Linked DNA regions of Gasterosteus aculeatus: region 2 is linked to region 1. The links are chromatin contacts, called in public Hi-C maps. All regions are on one chromosome and are shown on one strand. Each heading gives the region's core, a stretch centred on a gene start, on an enhancer-like site or on the middle of the called end of the contact. The rest is flanking DNA. Distances are from core to core; before and after follow the strand shown. Region 1 overlaps rap1gap2a (RAP1 GTPase activating protein 2a). Region 2 overlaps rap1gap2a (RAP1 GTPase activating protein 2a).

Region 1 (3,940 bases), core at 823-3,322:
GGATTTAAATCCTCGTACGCCTCTCGTTTGGATCACATCCCGATAGTTCGCGGAATCTATCTGACCCCGAACAGTCCAAATATTGAGCTGTCGATTTGCATGCTCGTAAGTGCACCACTGCTCTTCTTCTCACCTTGCTGAAGACGGCCGGGTTCGGGAGAGGAGGTCCGAAAGCGGGCACGTCCTCCCGTGCTGTAACGGAAACCTGTTGAGGTGAAACACAGGACAGTAGGACGTCATCAGCGTGCACGTCAGGAGCGATTCAAACTGTGAGGACGACACAAGCGTCCGGGGAGACTCGGGAACAGAACGATTGATTCTTTGGGAACTTCAAAGCGATGATGCAGTTATCACGAGAGACCCGTTTGTCCGAGTCATTGGTCGGCGCCGGCCCGGTTTGTACCTTGTATGTTGTGTGCTCCGTGCAGGGGTTCTCAACCTGCACCAGCACGTACGAGTGCAGGAAATTGGAGGCGATCATGTCCGGAACGAACGGCGTGGCGTCTTCCTGGAAGACTGTGGCCACAATGTCATTTCCTATGTGCCTTTTCCTCTGGAGCTAAAGGGGAGAAATCCATTTGAGTTGGTGTCCACCAGGGATCTTTGTTTCAGAGGGAGGTTGTAGGGGCCGAACAGCCAGCCAATAACATGCATTTGAGTTGTCAACGAGAACAGCATTCCACATTCTCCAAACTGCACACGTACTATACGACTGGTTCCATCTATTTGTGAGCCAAAGGATTCTGAATCCATCGCGCCTCGGGCGTAACAACAGTGAAGCGTCAAAGTCTTGTACCTGCTGGACGTCTCCTTCGGTGAAGGGAAGCTTGGTGGACACGTGGAACATAATCTCCCTGCGCCTGAAGACCGTGTAGACGGATTCGGAGCCGGTCTGTCCGTGGGAGACATCCAGCCCGCCGCGAAACCTGTCACATTATCAAAGCGATTGCGTCACATTCCCTGCGAGGCCTCCGGCCTTCAGGGAAATGAAGGATTACATTTTGAGCATTGGAAATGCCAGTTCCATCACATGTTCCTGTGCAGTTTGCTGTTAATGTCTCAGCTGCGTGACAATAAAGAGGATGTACTGAGCTCTAATTACACGTCCACGTGGCACTTTCTCCTCTCAGATCTGTTTCGCGAAGCGGTTTATCGCAGTTGCACGCTGAGCCCAAACAGCAGGAAAAATTGCTCCAAGGTTACAGCAGTGAAAGCCTTCTCTATTCACTATAACAAAGTGATTCTTTTCATCCGCCTTGACCTCTCTGGACTCTCCTCATTTGCATGATTTCAAAATCCCGCGCTCTTTTATTTCCCTCAATTCAAATGCACTCGACTTGTTTCGTTACCCTTTGAAGTCCAGAAGTTCAATGTTGTCGCCCAGGATGCTGATGAACTCCTTAAAAGCTGGCGTCTCCTCGTTGTTCCCAAACAGCTCCTCCTCTGATGTCTGGGCTCGATAAATAGATATAAGAGACACAATCGGAGGATGAGATAGATCTAATGACGAGTTTGGGTTGAACCGGAGTTCACTGGCAAGGTCAACGCCACCGCTCACCTGTCCAAACTTCTGGTAGATGACTCCAAATTTGAAGGTGTTGTTCACCTCGTGTTCATCATAAGCAACCATCAGCTGGGACCCCTGTGTGCACACAACAACAACAACAACAACCTCCTTGTTACCCATGGCGACTTCCAGCACCTCACTCTCTCCGGCGCGACTCCGGGGCCGGGTTATTTATTTATTTTTTATTTTCCCCCCGTGTTACGTAAGGCCCGACATGCGACAAACTGTCACGGCCCTCAGCGACGGGAGTGAACTCGCTGCGGCCCCATCGTGCAGACTGAGACACAGATGGTTTTCTTTTTTCCTTTCCTGAGGCGCTGAAAACACGCTCCGTCACAGCCCTCCGTCTGGCCCACAGGACGAGAAACAGATCCATCGCGTGTGCTCGAGGGAGTTGCCGCTTTTTAATAATGTAGTCGGCGAACAGGGCGGATGCCGGAGCGGTACGGAGCCCCTGACTGTAACATGGAACAAGCTCTGCGCTATTTCTTCCGGGTTACGAGGGTGTGCCGACGTGTGGGCACAGAGGCAGAATTGCTGTAGCATTAGCACGTCGTGCCGTGCCGTGCTCCTCCCTTTTCACCCCGTAGGAGCAAGACGGAGGCCGGGGCGAGGTAACTAATGTCAGCGTGAATGAATAAATGTATAACAGGCTGGGTGAGCGCGGGTCAGACTGGATTTAATGAGGTTGCAGAGTGGGAGAAACTCACCCGAGGGTAGAGGACGGGGTTGAACTTCAGCCCCGTGGCATCGTCACACAGAAGCTGAGAGAAGGAAAAAGACGTGTGAAAAAAAAGTCTCATTACGAAGCATGGAAGGTATTCCAGTGTGTGCCGCACCAGATCCAACGTTTCCGTAGAAAAAAACATGAAACTCAATAAGTACCATAGACCAAATAAACAATGTGCACGTCCATGATCATCTCTGTTGGGTTGATTGAGACAAAGCAAAACTGGTTGTTTACTTTCATTTCTCTTTTGAACGTGAATAATCAAAAGTATGCTGCTTGAGGGTTTGAGTGATTCACTGTCACGGTGTGCGTTTGGAGACATATCTCTCCTCACATCGGTACCTCTAAACAAGCCGGCTCTAGTTCCACCTCAAGGACACATTTTCGCCTCTTTTAAAACTCCATTTGCAACATTTACCGAGGTAGTTTTAGAAAAGTGAATCTAAAGTAAATCAAGCGTTGATGTGAAAGTATTCTACGATGATTGACGCTGCTGAAAACAACGTCCTTCTCCTTCAAGCTCTGCGTCGCGTGTATGTGCGGCCGCAAATGACCCTTTGTTTAAACCCGGTGTGCTTCTGAACTTACCTTGGCAATCTGCGGCACACTGGGCAGCTGGTTGATGCCGGCCAAAGAGATCCTGTCGTGGACGGTTTTGATCCTCGACCTGCGAGGGGACAAGAACAGAAGCCCAGCTGGTCCGATGATTACGGTCTTTATTCCAGGGAAGACGTTTCGGGACCTTTGCTGCTCCTTGTTTTTAAGCAATTGGGTGAAAGTAGTTATGATCACGGTGAGTTCAGTCTCAAAGAAAAAAAAAAAAAAGATGCCCAATGTGGTGATAAAGGCAATAATATGGCCATATTGTTTACTTGTATCATCTGTCATCTGTCAAAGAGGAGATTAGCCACCATCTATCGTCACCACGGCCCACAATCGACAACACGCCGTTGCTTCGTTGCTTTTCTTTTGATGAAAAAAAATGCCACCAACTGGGCCGACGGCAGCAGAGCTGTTTCCTTACGAAACCTCACGACCTCGGACCAAAGTGAAACACGGGACTGCACAAAAGAAAAGGGCCCCCCCCCCGGCTCATTGTACCTGAGCATGATGCGCAGGAACTCCTGTCCCTCGGCCTCCTCGTGTTTCAGGGACATGATGAGGTGGCCGATGCTGCTGCCGGTGCAGTAGTAGTTCATGTGCTCCTAGATGGAGGGGTGGAGAAAAGCAGTTGGTGTGAGGGACAAAGGGGGGGGGGTTGGGGGAGGGAGGCGGCGCCGCTGACATTGACACTGACCGTGCCGAGGAAGTGTTTGCGGTAGGCGCGCGCCGTGCTGTTGCACTCCAGGCGGTAGTTGTGGCCCCCAGCGGGGCTCATGCCCTCCCCTCCGTCCTCCTCCTCGCAGAAGCTGGACTCTGAGGACGAGGGGGTCCCCACCGGTGCTTCCGCGTCTTCGATCCAGTAACCCCCGAACTGGGGCAGGATCACCTGAGGGTACGGGCCGCCTTTCTCCAGGACCTGCCCACGGGGGAACGGGAGGAAGGACACATGGTAATAGTTCCGGGGGCTTGTTAATCGTGCAGTTAAAAACAAAAGGTGCTTGTGCTTTGAATGCGTTAGCTATTGTCGTCTGCACATTAAA
Region 2 (3,940 bases), core at 768-3,267, 35 kb after region 1:
CCCCCCTTTCTGTCAACTCCCCTCCCTCCCTCCCACAGAACATGCTGATCCTTTCCCCCCGAATCAGTGCTTGAACGCAGGCCGTGAGAAGCACACAGCGTGATGCCGAGACACACGTCCGTGCACACGGAGACATCCGCAGGACACTCGAGGGAAGCCAGAGTCGAGTGATTTATAACGAGGTTCACGGGGAAACAGAATCCCGCAGAGCACTCGGCACGTGTCATTTGTATGACCGCTGACGGTTCCTCTTTCTCGTGTCTCGTTCGGTATAATTTCCCACTCAGCAGCGGGCTTCTTGCTTTTGCCCTTTTAGCTGAAATCAGAAGTTAAGCGTCAGCGTGGAATAACGCATCATCACAGAGAGACAATTTACTGCCCTTTGCAGTGTTAACAACTGATCATTTTAACGGTTAATGTCTGTGTGACCGAAGCAGCTCGCTGCTACTTAATGTGCAATATTCCACCAAGAAAATAGTTCCCAACAAATCCCCTGTTTGCTCATCTTCAAAGCACGTTTTTTACACCTGCAGCGCCCTGCTGTTTTGTTAACAAACGTCTTCTTCTTTAGAAAAATCCCAGTTACATCAGAGAAAACAGGTAATTGCAGATGGTATTTGATTTGTTTGCTTTTTTAATAAAATCTACTTCTCTTGCTTTTGATTCATGGTTTTTGAACACAGACCAGTTCTGAAGATGAATTCGGATTTTTGTTCTTCAAAAAAAAAATGTAAAAAATAAAACTGTGTTCCGTCTCAGAGAAGGTAAACTCGCCGCCTCCTGTCCAATCAAGCTGTTCATGTGTTCTTCCCGTTAATAAGATTTAAGTGACTCTGTGTTGGCGCTCATATCTGAGTCTCTCATGCTAACTACCCGTTTTCTCTGCAGGCAATAAATCATCAACAGAGCGATGGAGCTTTTTCCCACAGCTGTTTTTAAAATAAAAAAAGCTTCATGAATCACTGTTGTACCATATCAGCAAACAAACCACAGCGGGTGCTGGATTATTACTTCAAAATAACTTTACTGCAGCGTGCTTTCTGTCCCTCTCAGGCAAAGAAACATAAGTGAGTTATTACTCACCGGACAGAGGAAATTGCTTTTATAAAAGTAATGCACATGTAAAATAACACAAACGTGTACCCACAGACCGTGAAGTATATTAAATGTTTTTCAAATGCTGATTATATGTTGGTGTCTGAATTATATTCCTTTTTTCTCTGTTAAAATAATAGTTAAGGCGAAAGCATCAAAGTGGACCCGAACCTGAGATGAGTTGGACACCCCTGGTTTAAAATGTCATCAAGTGTTGTATTTTGCTGATGTCTTATTTTTTGGGGCTCAGATGCCTTTTTTCCCCACATTCATCTCCCACATCCAAGGTCCAAATCTGTCTCCAGTTCTACTTTCTAAGTGTCTTATACTTCTGGTCTTAGAGGGCTCTCACACTTCATGTGATATTGAACTGTACAAATAAACAGTTGTGGATAAATAATGAGGGTCAAAGTCATTCATCGGTGTCAAGACGGTTTCTCTCTCTGACCCCAACTATCAGTATTTATGCGTAATAGGAGAGTGGAACGAGATCTTCACATCTTCAAACACAGACACACCTCTTCAGACTCCACCTCCACTAAAAACACTAACAAATGACAAATTGTAGCACTTAACAATGACTTATAATGGATTTTATCTGCAGCAAGTTGTAAATCGGCTTATTTGATGACATGTAAATTATTCTCTCACGGCACTTTTACTGATTAATAAAAAAGGATTAATTCTGTGTCCCATGATGCTTCTGCCGGCCTCGTCCCCTGTTGCAAACCTGCAAACATCTTTCCGGTTGTCGCACACACGACAAACGAAGGAGGGACGGAGGAGCGTGTGTGTGTGTGTGTGTGTGTGTGTGTGTGTGTGACTATACATGTAGAGCCAAGGGCCTTGCTGACTCGGCCAAACAAGACACCATGTGTTTGCCAAGGGGTGACAGATGGAGAAGGAGGAGAGCGACAGAGTGTGTGGTGGGTGACGGTCAACACACACACACACACACACACGCACACATGCATATGCACACACAGGGTCGGCCTTAGCGATTGAGATCAGGTGACGGATAGAATATGAGCTCATTAAAACTCAGCTGTTTCGCTCTCTGCTGCACCCGAACACGAGCCCCGTGCCTCATGTGTCCGAGTGAGGAACATGAGGTCATCGAGGATCAGACCGGAGCAGCAACTGTTTGGAATAAAGGAGGACGTGGGACACTTACATAACCATCATCTTTGAGCCCTCTGTGCATCACGTGGTTGTCAAATTGTCTGACAAAAAGGGGCGGGGCCAAATCCAACAGCTCTCTAACTGCACCAAAAGAGACGAGTTTGAAAAAGGTAATAATTTGCGCTTTCCACAACATCACCTGCGGACCCAACAATCTCTCACTGCAACAATGAAGACTGTTGACGCACGTATGAAAAATATGACTAAACGCCCTCTGAGGCGTCCTCCCACTGAGAAGACACAACATCACATCCGCGAGGAGCCGGGGGGGGGGGGGGGGACTGTAACCTTCCCCACATAAAGCACATATAAATGCCATAAATGTGCATTGTTGTGCATGGCTCCTGCTGCTGTGGTTAAAAAGCGTGCGCTACGTTAGTTTGGGGATCTGAGTGTTCTGCCGAGAAATGTCTGCTGAAATTGTAAAATAAAAAAAGTAACATGCATTAGCCACCTGGTCTGTTATAACTATAAAAGCTTTTATCAACAGAAGATGGATCACAGCTGTCGTATTCCAATGGGAAACAGACTGTAGCAAAGGTAATTAGTGCGTCATTGTTGTTTCATTACTTCCATTTGAGCTGAAGTGTTGCGACTGATTAAAACCGCCGTACTCGGCGTGTTGTTTGGAACTTCGCTGCGAGTCACGCTCCATCAGAACGTGCGTGTGCAGAGGACATTTGCACTCGAGAGGTGTCGCGGGGGACAAAGGGCGCGTCTCAGGAGGGGACAGGTCGAGGGAGACATGGAGGGAGACGGAGACGGCCTCGTCTGTACGACCGAGCTCCTTTTTACCTCCAGTGATGACGGCAGTAAGCGCACACACACACAATGCTAAGGAGACGCAACATGGCCGATACAACACACACACACCGAAGCCACTTTTTCCTGGGAAATAGGGCCAATAAACTAGGAAAAGGTGATAAAAATGTCTTGTGGTGTGTGTGTATGAAAAACGACCAATGTAACCAGGGAGGAGTCCTGTGAGAGTCAGAGCAGAACACACACACACACACACACACACACACACACACACACAGCTCTCTTGCCCAGACAGCGTCCAAAGTGGCGTTTTGATGAATGATCCATCAGCCGGACTACTGGTGGTCGACTGTGACACAGACAACTACGCTCGGCATCACGGCGTGCCGAGTTCATACTAAATCACGGCTTCGTCCTCAAATACCACAAACTAGCGTCACATTTAATGCGGTTGCCACGCGGTGAAAGTGACCACACCTCCCCCTCCCGCAGTCACCCGTCCCTTCTTGGTAAATCATTGGTTGGAAATGAGTGAATGAGTAACAGCTGTGTAGTGCAGCACCGGCCACCCGGTCCAATAAAAACGACCCAAGGCCGAGGAAAGGGGGTCGCACAATGACCCCCCCCTACATTAGACAATTGTTTTCGGGTTTTTTTGCAGCGGCATCGTTTGTATCTGCTTGTGGTGTGTTGGTAAATTGGGACATAACGCGTCTCTCTCTCTCTCTCTCTCACAAACAAGTCGATTGTCCTGCACATAATCGCCGCTTAGGGCGTCTTGTCATTTTTATCCCAGATGGTTGAAATCACTGCTAATGGATTTCTGACAGGTTGAAAAAGACGAGCCGACGAGATGAGCACAATGTCACACAACGTCCCGTGTGCAGCGTCGCGTGACGTT

What was found. A called contact is a pair of places that touch in the nucleus more often than the background predicts.
Region 2: a contact with region 1 is called in a Hi-C map of whole body, with 3 times the contacts expected there. The contact joins two enhancer-like sites. A contact is called at or near these places in 5 of 6 Hi-C or Micro-C datasets (blood and trunk muscle, skeletal muscle, tail fin and 1 more).

The regions. Positions count from the first base shown.
Region 1 is chr1:3,670,224-3,674,163 of fGasAcu3.hap1.1, forward strand. It overlaps rap1gap2a (RAP1 GTPase activating protein 2a), which reads right to left. Exons shown (of 24, transcript XM_040172518.2): 7 at 3,595-3,816; 8 at 3,399-3,502; 9 at 2,886-2,964; 10 at 2,278-2,331; 11 at 1,559-1,642; 12 at 1,350-1,450; 13 at 797-926; 14 at 404-559; 15 at 134-205. Among protein-coding and RNA genes, the nearest start is that of LOC120816903, 11 kb to the left of the region's middle. Within about 2 kb of position 2,073, at least 2 of the 9 cell types and tissues checked have open chromatin away from gene starts, as enhancers often do.
Region 2 is chr1:3,704,869-3,708,808 of fGasAcu3.hap1.1, forward strand. All of the region lies in intron 2 of rap1gap2a (RAP1 GTPase activating protein 2a), which reads right to left. Among protein-coding and RNA genes, the nearest start is that of rap1gap2a, 24 kb to the right of the region's middle. Within about 2 kb of position 2,018, at least 2 of the 9 cell types and tissues checked have open chromatin away from gene starts, as enhancers often do.